Regions from separate parts of the Cricetulus griseus genome. Here region 2 is linked to region 1. The links are chromatin contacts, called in public Hi-C maps. All regions are on one chromosome and are shown on one strand. Each heading gives the region's core, a stretch centred on a gene start, on an enhancer-like site or on the middle of the called end of the contact. The rest is flanking DNA. Distances are from core to core; before and after follow the strand shown. Region 1 holds the start of Fasn (fatty acid synthase). Region 2 overlaps Ccdc57 (coiled-coil domain-containing protein 57).

The links. Hi-C and Micro-C count contacts between places; a contact is called where the count stands out from the background.
Region 2: a contact with region 1 is called in a Hi-C map of the CHO-K1 cell line, with 3 times the contacts expected there. The contact joins the enhancer-like site here to the promoter of Fasn in region 1. A contact is called at or near these places in 4 of 8 Hi-C or Micro-C datasets (the CHL-YN cell line, the CHO-K1 cell line and fibroblasts).

Annotation. Positions count from the first base shown.
Region 1 is chr7:133,302,197-133,306,329 of CriGri-PICRH-1.0, forward strand. Fasn (fatty acid synthase) reads right to left here and starts at 2,329. Exons shown (of 43, transcript XM_027425335.2): 1 at 2,187-2,329; 2 at 835-970; 3 at 119-271. The coding sequence starts at 961.
Region 2 is chr7:133,371,777-133,375,909 of CriGri-PICRH-1.0, forward strand. All of the region lies in intron 9 of Ccdc57 (coiled-coil domain-containing protein 57), which reads right to left. Among named protein-coding and RNA genes, the nearest start is that of Ccdc57, 35 kb to the right of the region's middle. Within about 2 kb of position 2,120, at least 2 of the 6 cell types and tissues checked have open chromatin away from gene starts, as enhancers often do. A contact at or near this core is called in the CHO-K1 cell line and fibroblasts, where this site is marked.

The DNA of each region.
Region 1 (4,133 bases), core at 1,079-3,578:
GAGCGCCAGGAAGATACTATTGTTGCATTTCCTTTTCCTTTTTACAGCCCTGGGGGTGAAACCCAAGACCTCATTACAGCATGTTCTAAAAAGGGCGGCAACACCCCCAGTGACCCACCTCCGTCCACAATAGCCTCATAGCTGACTTCCAACAGCAGCCGGAGCTGGGGGTCCATGGTGTGAGCCTGCTTGGGGTGGACCCCAAAGAAGGAGGCATCGAACTTGGACAGGTCCTTCAGCTTTCCAGACCGCTTAGGCAGCCCATAGAGACCTGTGGAGCATCATCATAGCCCCTGAAGCCAGGGAGCCAAGGAGCACCTTCTTCTTGGGGAAGGCTCCCAGAAAGAAGTGATCCGTGACCCAACGTCACTGTGAATGAGGGGTCCCAAAACACCCATATGTATGTGGCCCAAAGCAAAACCTGCCAGAGGTGAGGCTGGTGACTTGCCCCCTGCTACCTCCCTTCTGATGGGAGACCCTCTGCCTGACACGAGCTGGCCAGGCCAGCTGCACAATCACAGAGTTGACTCAGACTTGCACATCAGGTAGAGCCACTCTGGCTCTGTTAGAGCCTATTGGGTGTGAAAGTCAAATCAGCATCTGAGTCTGCCAGCTAGCTCAGGGCATGGGCTGCAGACAGGACTTCTGAGAAGAGTCCAGTCTCCTTCTCTTGCCCAGCTTTGGTGACCTCCATGCAGGACCCAAGCAAGTCTGATTCTGACTGGTTCTCAAACTCACAGCTATACAGGAATCTCAAGAGGCACTGTTTCCAGGAAGTGCCTTGGTCATAGACTCTCAATCTGGTCTGCTGCCTGATCCTGAGGGGGCACTCACCGGCCTTCCATCGCCTGTCATCATCTGTGACCATATCCACACCACCAATGAGGTTGGCCCAGAACTCCTGAAGGTTCTCTGACTCGGGCAACTTCCCCGACATGCCGGCTATCACCACCTCCTCCATGTTTCTTCTCTGTGGGGAAGGTAGCATGGTGGGCCCCACAGTCATTCCCAGCCAAGACATAGCCGTCGTTGCTCAATTGGTTAAGATGGGCCCACAGGTAGTACCCAAGTGTCCGCACTGACTTTCTGAGAGCAAGGTCTCAGAAAGCCTCCAGTGGAAACCAGCAGAACCGAGCCTTAATCACTGGATGAGCCCGGTGCTCATGTCTCTTAGCACTGATAGTTACTTGTAAGGTTTTGATTCCTTCCTTTTGTCCAGGACACCAACTTGACCTAGCCTGACCCCACCATGCCTCGCTGGAACTACCTGGGACCATATGACCTCCAGAAGCCTACTGGGTGTTCCATCCCAAGCTGGTCAAATCAGGAACTTGCCAAGAGAGTTGGGGCTTCAAGAAGCTGGGTCCGGAACCCTTGAAACCATGCTCTCACTTCAAGCCACGGGGAAGCCAGCGCTTCCCTTTCAAGGTGGGGGTGGAGACCCGGTGCTGGTCAGGGCCAGCAAAGACGAGGAGCTTGGTAAGGACTCAAGAGGGAACAGGCCCGACTACTATTGAGTGCCCAAGTCTGTCGGGGCTGAGGCAAACACAGCCAAGGGATCCCTCCAGCAAGATCCGACCAGGAGGAGTACTCCCCGCTAGGTGCGGGGCAGGAACATTCAAAGCCTCTCGCCACCATATAACCTGACCGAGGCAGCAGCAGGGTCTGCATTAGGTCCTCGGGTCCCTAGGGCACTTGCCCAGGACGGTCCAGGCCTTGCAGCCGTGGGTCCGATGTGGAGGATCCGGCGCCACCCTGCCGGCGAGGCCTGGATGGTCCGGTGACTTCCGCTGAGGCCCCTGGGGCCTCGTGCGCACCCAGACCCGCATCTGGCCTCTCGTCTCGGAGCTGGCGCCGGCTTACCGCCGCCGCGGCGGCCTCCTGCGCCCTACCCAAGCCTCGCAGCGCAAGCGAAGGCCCCGGGCCCATCCACGCGGGCGCCCAGCCTCCTGCACCCGGCTGGCGCGGCGCCCACGTGACAGCGGCCCGCCGCGCTGGCCCTCCGCACACCTCCCGCGCCCCTCGGCCCGGCCGCGGGCCCGGCACGCAGCGGGTGGCTGGCCGTCGGAGGCGAGCGGCGGCGGCCCTTTGTGAGCGCAAGGATGCCAGGGCCGGCGCCCGCCTGTCCTCGCACCGGAGCCACGGCACCCGACACCGGCCTGCCGTCCCGAACCCCAGCCGCGTACCTGACTGGGCTCTGGAGGCGGACGACAAGCGCGGAGCGCGACAGGCGAACTGCAGGGGACGCCGCTGCCGTCTCTCTGGCTCCCTCTAGGCCGCGTCGGCGCTATTTAAACCGCGGCCATCCCCGCGCGGCCACGCCACATGGGCTGACAGCTTGGCTGCGCCGCCCAGGCCAATGAGCGTCGGGGCTGCGCCCCGGGACCCGGCGCGCCGCCGCCGGTGGGGGATGCCCGCGCGCCGCCGCCCCCAGCCGGGACCCTGCGCGGGCGCGCGCGGCCGCGAACGGAGCGCGCAGCCCCGCCCGCTTCCGTCCCCGCCCCCGGCCTCGCGCAGGCAGGCCATGCGGGGGCCCGTCCCGACGCCCGGGGCTCTGCCCCCCGCCCCGCGCCCCCCGCGGCCCCGCCGCCCGGCCAGGTGTGCACTGTGCGCGCGCAGCGTGGGGCGGGCGTGCTTGGTCACACTGGGGACTGCACGGAAGGCACCAGGGCCACGAAGGGGGCCCTGCCCGGGTCGCCGCGACTCCACGCCGTGATCGTAGCGCGCGCGGAGCTGAGGGGCGTGGCCTGCTCCACATCCAGACCAATTGGGTGCCGAGGCCGTTCGCGACCGTCCAATGGCGGCGCGCGGGTGGGCGTTGCTAGGCAATAGGGTGATGGGCCGGCAACAGCGGCGAGGCGCTTCGCGGGCCCCCGCGCAAGCGCGGTCGTTGACCCTGGCGGAGGGCGCCTCCGGCGGGGTTACTACCGGTCATCGTGGCCCGACTTTCTCGGACACCCTCTCTGTGGCCGCCTTGGAGACCAGGATGCGGCCAGGGACCGGAACAGTGAGCAGGAGCAGGAACACTGACAGGCGCATGCCGCGGTCTCCGGAGTCCGCGCACGGTCCAGGCGCGGCCATCTGGCGAGCGGGATACCACCCCTCCCCCGCGTGGTGGGAACAAAGGAGCTGCTGCGCGCCTCCCTGAGATGCTAGCTTCCGGGACCCTCTCCCTCCCTCTCTTTAAATTCCTCTTTTGAAAGGGTCATCGAATCTGGGGGCGGGAGATGACAAAACCCACCAACCAAAAAGAGACAAACTGCTCAGGCGGCCGCTTGAATTCCCAGAGAGATGTCGGCCCAGGCCACCAAAGAGACACCTCCTTATGGGGCAGTGTCCTTTCTTTGGAGGGGGAGGGGGAGTGGTCTTGACTGCCTCTCTATAGCATGGTGCCTCAAAAAGCTAGGAGCAAAAGGATGGGTGGCAGAACCTCAGCCTTGCTTGTCAACCCTGGCTTCCAGCTTCTCCAACTTGATTGTCCACCCAGGCTCTCTCTGGCAGGTGGCTAAGCAGGACCCTGAAGATCAGCCTACAGGACTGGCAGGTGTATTCTGCCCACGTGGTGTCTTGCCCCTAAGTTCTCCCACTACTGCCCCCCCCACCCGCCTGTGTCTTTAAAGGCCATTCGGTGCCTTGCTGTTGGCATCTTCTGCTGTAATGTGTGTTCTATAGAGATGGAGGGCGAAGGACCCAGGTCCCATACCAACTCTGTCCCCATTGGAGGGCCTTCACTTTGGTGTCTTTAGGTTTCAGGGCCAGCCCTGTGAGAGTGCTGCTGGCCCGCCATCAGTGGTCAGCACAGGTCTGCCCTCTGCAGCCATCAGGGACTTACTCAGGTGGAGGGGTTGTAGCCTGGAATAGATGACTGAATGCCTAGTCTGGGCCTGTCCATAGAGAAGGGTGCTAACTAAGGTCTGCTCTCCTCCCCGCCCATGGACGCTGCAGAGCTACATCTCACATACTGTCTAGCCAACAAAGAGAGCCAGCACATCTGGCCTTGGAAGAGCCATATTAGGATGGCCTGCCATTGCCCCGGCTGGTCCTGGAAGCACAGGGTACCCAGGTGGGCTACTGTGAAGACATCCCATGGTTCTTTGCATATGCACCTGGAGAGAGGCCTATTACAAACACAC
Region 2 (4,133 bases), core at 870-3,369, 69 kb after region 1:
AGCACCAGAGTCATCCTGGGTACACAGATCCTGTATGCCCCAGCCATCCCAGACATGGTCACAGGATTTTAAAAGAGGCTTTGGATTTTAAAACAGGCTGAAATCTCTTTTTAAGAATTTATTTTAATTATGTGTATGTATGTGTGTATTTGTGAATACATCTATACATGTATGTTAGTGCTGGTGCCCTCTGGGGCCAGAGGTATCAGATCAGATCCTGGGAAGCTGGAGTTGTGACCTGCCCAATGTGGGTGCTAAGAATTGACCTTGGGTCCTCTGTAAGAGCGGTATGTGCTCTTAACCGCTGAGCCATCTCTTCAGCACCAAGCTGAACTTTCAAAGTGTTTGAATTTGTAAGACTTGGGGACTTTTTAAGTTTGTAAAAAAAAATTTTTTTTAATTTTATTTACTTATTATGTATACAACATTCTGCTTCCATGTCTATCTGCACACCAGAAGAGGGCGCCAGATCTCATTACAGATGGCTGTGAGCCACCATGTAGTTGCTGGGAATTGAACTCAGGACCTCTGGAAGAGCAGTCAGTGCTCTTAACCTCTGAGCCATCTCTCCAGCCCTCATAAAATGTTTTTATTGTGATGTTTATATTAATGTTTGATCTTGAGGATGAACAAGGAAAGGTTAGGTTTGTAGCTTAACAGGGATGTGTTTGTGTGTCACACTGACAAGGGCTAGGTGTGCTGGCTAGTTTTATTTCAACTCGACACAATCTAGAGTCATCAGGGAGGAGGAAGCCTCCATTAAGAAAATGCCTCCATATGATCAGGCTGTAGAGCATTTTCCTAATTAGTGGTTTATGGGGAGAATCCAGCCAGTGGATGGGGCAACCCCTGGGCTGGTGGTCCTGGGTTATGTAAAAAAGCTGGGTGAGCAAAGTCAGTGTGCAGCATTCCTCCATGGCCTCTGCATCAGCTCCTGCCTCTGAGTTCCTGGCCTGTTTGAGTTCCTGTCCTGACTTCCTTCAGTGATGAATAGTGACTTGGAGTTATAAATCAAATATACCCTTTCCTCCCCAACCTGGTTTTGGTCATAGTGTTTCATCACAGCAACAGAAACCCTGATTAGGACAGACCATTAAAGAAAGTCCTGGAAGCCGGGTGGTGGTGGGGCACACCTTTAATCCCAGAACTCGGGAGGCAGTGGCAGGTGGATCTCTCTGAGTTTGAGGCCAGCCTGGTCTACAAGAGGGAGTTCCAGGACAGGCTACAAAGCTACACAGAGAAACCCTGTCTCGAAAAACAATAAAACAAACAAACAAACAACAACAAAACCCCCACCAAAACCAAAATCATAAAAGAAGGTCCTGGAAGCCAGACTGTGGTGACACATGCCTTTAATCCTAGAATTTAGGAGATAGACGGATCTCTTAGTTCAAAGCCAGTCTGATCCACAGAGTGAATTCCAGGACAGCCAGGACTACACAGAGAGACCCTGTCTCAAAAAACAAACAAACAAACAAACAAACAAACAGGGACTGAGGAGGTGGCTCAGAGGTTAAGACCACTGGCTGATCTTCCAGAGGTCCTGAGCTCAATTCCCAGCAATCACATGGTGGCTCACAGCCATCTGTAATGGGATCTGGCGCCCTCTGCTGGCCAGCAGATAGAACATTGTATACATAACAAACAAACAACTCCCCCTAGAAGTCCTGGAAAAGTGTTGCCCTAAGTGAAGCCTTAATTTTCTTCAAATGGACATGATCAGGAGAGCCAAATGAGACCCTTGAGAGAACTAGCCCAAGCTTGGCTATATGGGGCCTGTAGGAGTTTCCTACAGGTTCAGGAACTGCAGTCCATAAACTCGGCTCAAACAAATTTATTCTCTCCTGTTGTGCAGAGGAGACACTGTGCTATCAGGAAAGCTATGCTTCACCTAGACACGTGCAGAGGGCCCACTGCAGACCTTGTCAGCCTCTGGTGTTCCTGGGCTTGTACATGGGTCACTCTCATCACAAGCCATCCTGTGCATCTATGTGTCCTTTCCTCTAAGGACAGCAGGAGCTGGGGCAGGGGTCAGGGCCGCCCTCTCCAGCATGGCCTTATCTTAGTTGACTACACTCTCAGTGGTGCAATCTCCAATGAGTCATATTCTGAAGCTTTGGGGTCAGGACTTGAACCTGAGTCCTGTGGGAAATGCAGCTCAGCCCACAGGCATCCCATGATCAGTGCTGGCTGCAGTCACCACTGAGTTGCTAGGCCAAGACTTTATAGAGGGAAAACCGTTATCTTCTGCATCTTAAGTTACTCAGACACCATGTATGAAGGCATGTGTCTGCGAACAGAATTCTAACCTCTTACTCAGGATTTGGTGACAAAAGAGGCTTCTAGGACAATGAGATGGCTCAGTGGGTAAGGCCACTGTGGTAGAATATTATTTTAAGGTGTGTGACTTTCGTTTATGCAGCATTTGTCTAACTCTGTGAAGCTGTGATTCCTCACCTGTCTAAAACACTTGATGGTTTAATAAAGAGCTGAACGGCCAATAGAGAGGCAGGAGAAAGGACAGGTGGGGCTGGCAGGCAGGATAAATAGAAGGAGAAACAAGAGAGCAACTGAAAGAGCAAGGAGAGGAGGATGTCAGGGCCAGCCAGCCACCCAGCCACCCTGCCATGGAGTAAGAAGGAAAGTAGGATATATAGAAATAAGAAAGATAAAAGCCCAGAAGGAAAAAGTAGTTGAGATAACTTAAGTTGGCAAGAAATAGGCCAAGTTAAGGCCAGGCATTCATAACAAAGAAAAAGCCTCCATGTATTTCTTTGGGAGCTAGGTGGTAGGTCCCCAAAGAGCCAAAAAGAGTAAAAGAGAAAAAACAAAACAACCACACACACACCACACACACACACACACCATACACACCACACACACACACACACCATACACACACCACACACACCATACACACATACACACCATACACACCACACATACACACACACCATACACACACACACACACACACACATACACACACACATACACACATACACACACACACACACACACACACATACACACACACCATACACACACACACACACACACACACACATACACACACACACACACACACACACCACATACACACACACCACACACACACACACACACATACCACACACACACACACACACACACACACACCATACACACACACACACACACACACACACCACACACACACACACACACACATACCATACACACACACCATACACACACACACCATATACACACACACACCACACACACACGTGCACACACACACACAATAAATGTAGTACAAACTGAAATACAGCCAGGCAGTGGTGGTGCACACCTTTAATTTCAGCACTCGGGAGGCAGAGGCAGGCAGATCTCTGTGAGTTTGAGACTAGCCTGGTCTGCAGAGCAAGTTCCATGACAGGTTCCAAAGCTACAGAGAGAAACCCTGTCATGAAAAATCCTAAATAAATAAATATTGAAAAACAACAACAACAAAAAATGAAAAGGCCCCACATGTGGTGATATTTTGTTTATGATCTAATAAAGCCTGCCTGAAGATAGTGCAGAGCTAAGCCACTAGTCAGTCACACACCTAGTTAAGGGCTAAGCCATAGAAGACAGGCAGTGGTGCCTACACCTTTAATCTCAGCACTCAGGAGAAAGAGGCAGACAGATCTCTGTGAGTTCAAGGCCATCCAGGGTGACACGACAATGAATCATTCTAAAAGAGAAACAGAGCTCACGCCTTTAATCCCAGCACTTGAGAAACTGTATCAGGAGCTCAGTGCAGTCTCAGGCAGTCTGAGGTTTGGTGGAGAGCATTGCAGTCTGCAGTCATACCGAGGACAGGATCGCCCCCCCCCCCTTTGCTCTGAGCCTTGGTAGAGGTGAGAACTCTTCTAGTGGCTGGCTGCTTTAGCTCTTCTGATCTTCAGCTTGAACCCCAATATCTGTCTCTGGGTTTTTATTATCCATGCTACACCCATGACTATACCCTGGAATGTTACTTGGGACATTTGATAGCACATTCAATTATTCAAAATTGGCACCACAAACTGATGAGGTCAATAAAATAGGAAACACTATTTTGCATTGTAAAAATGAAGGCAAGACAGGTGTGGTGCTATTTAGAG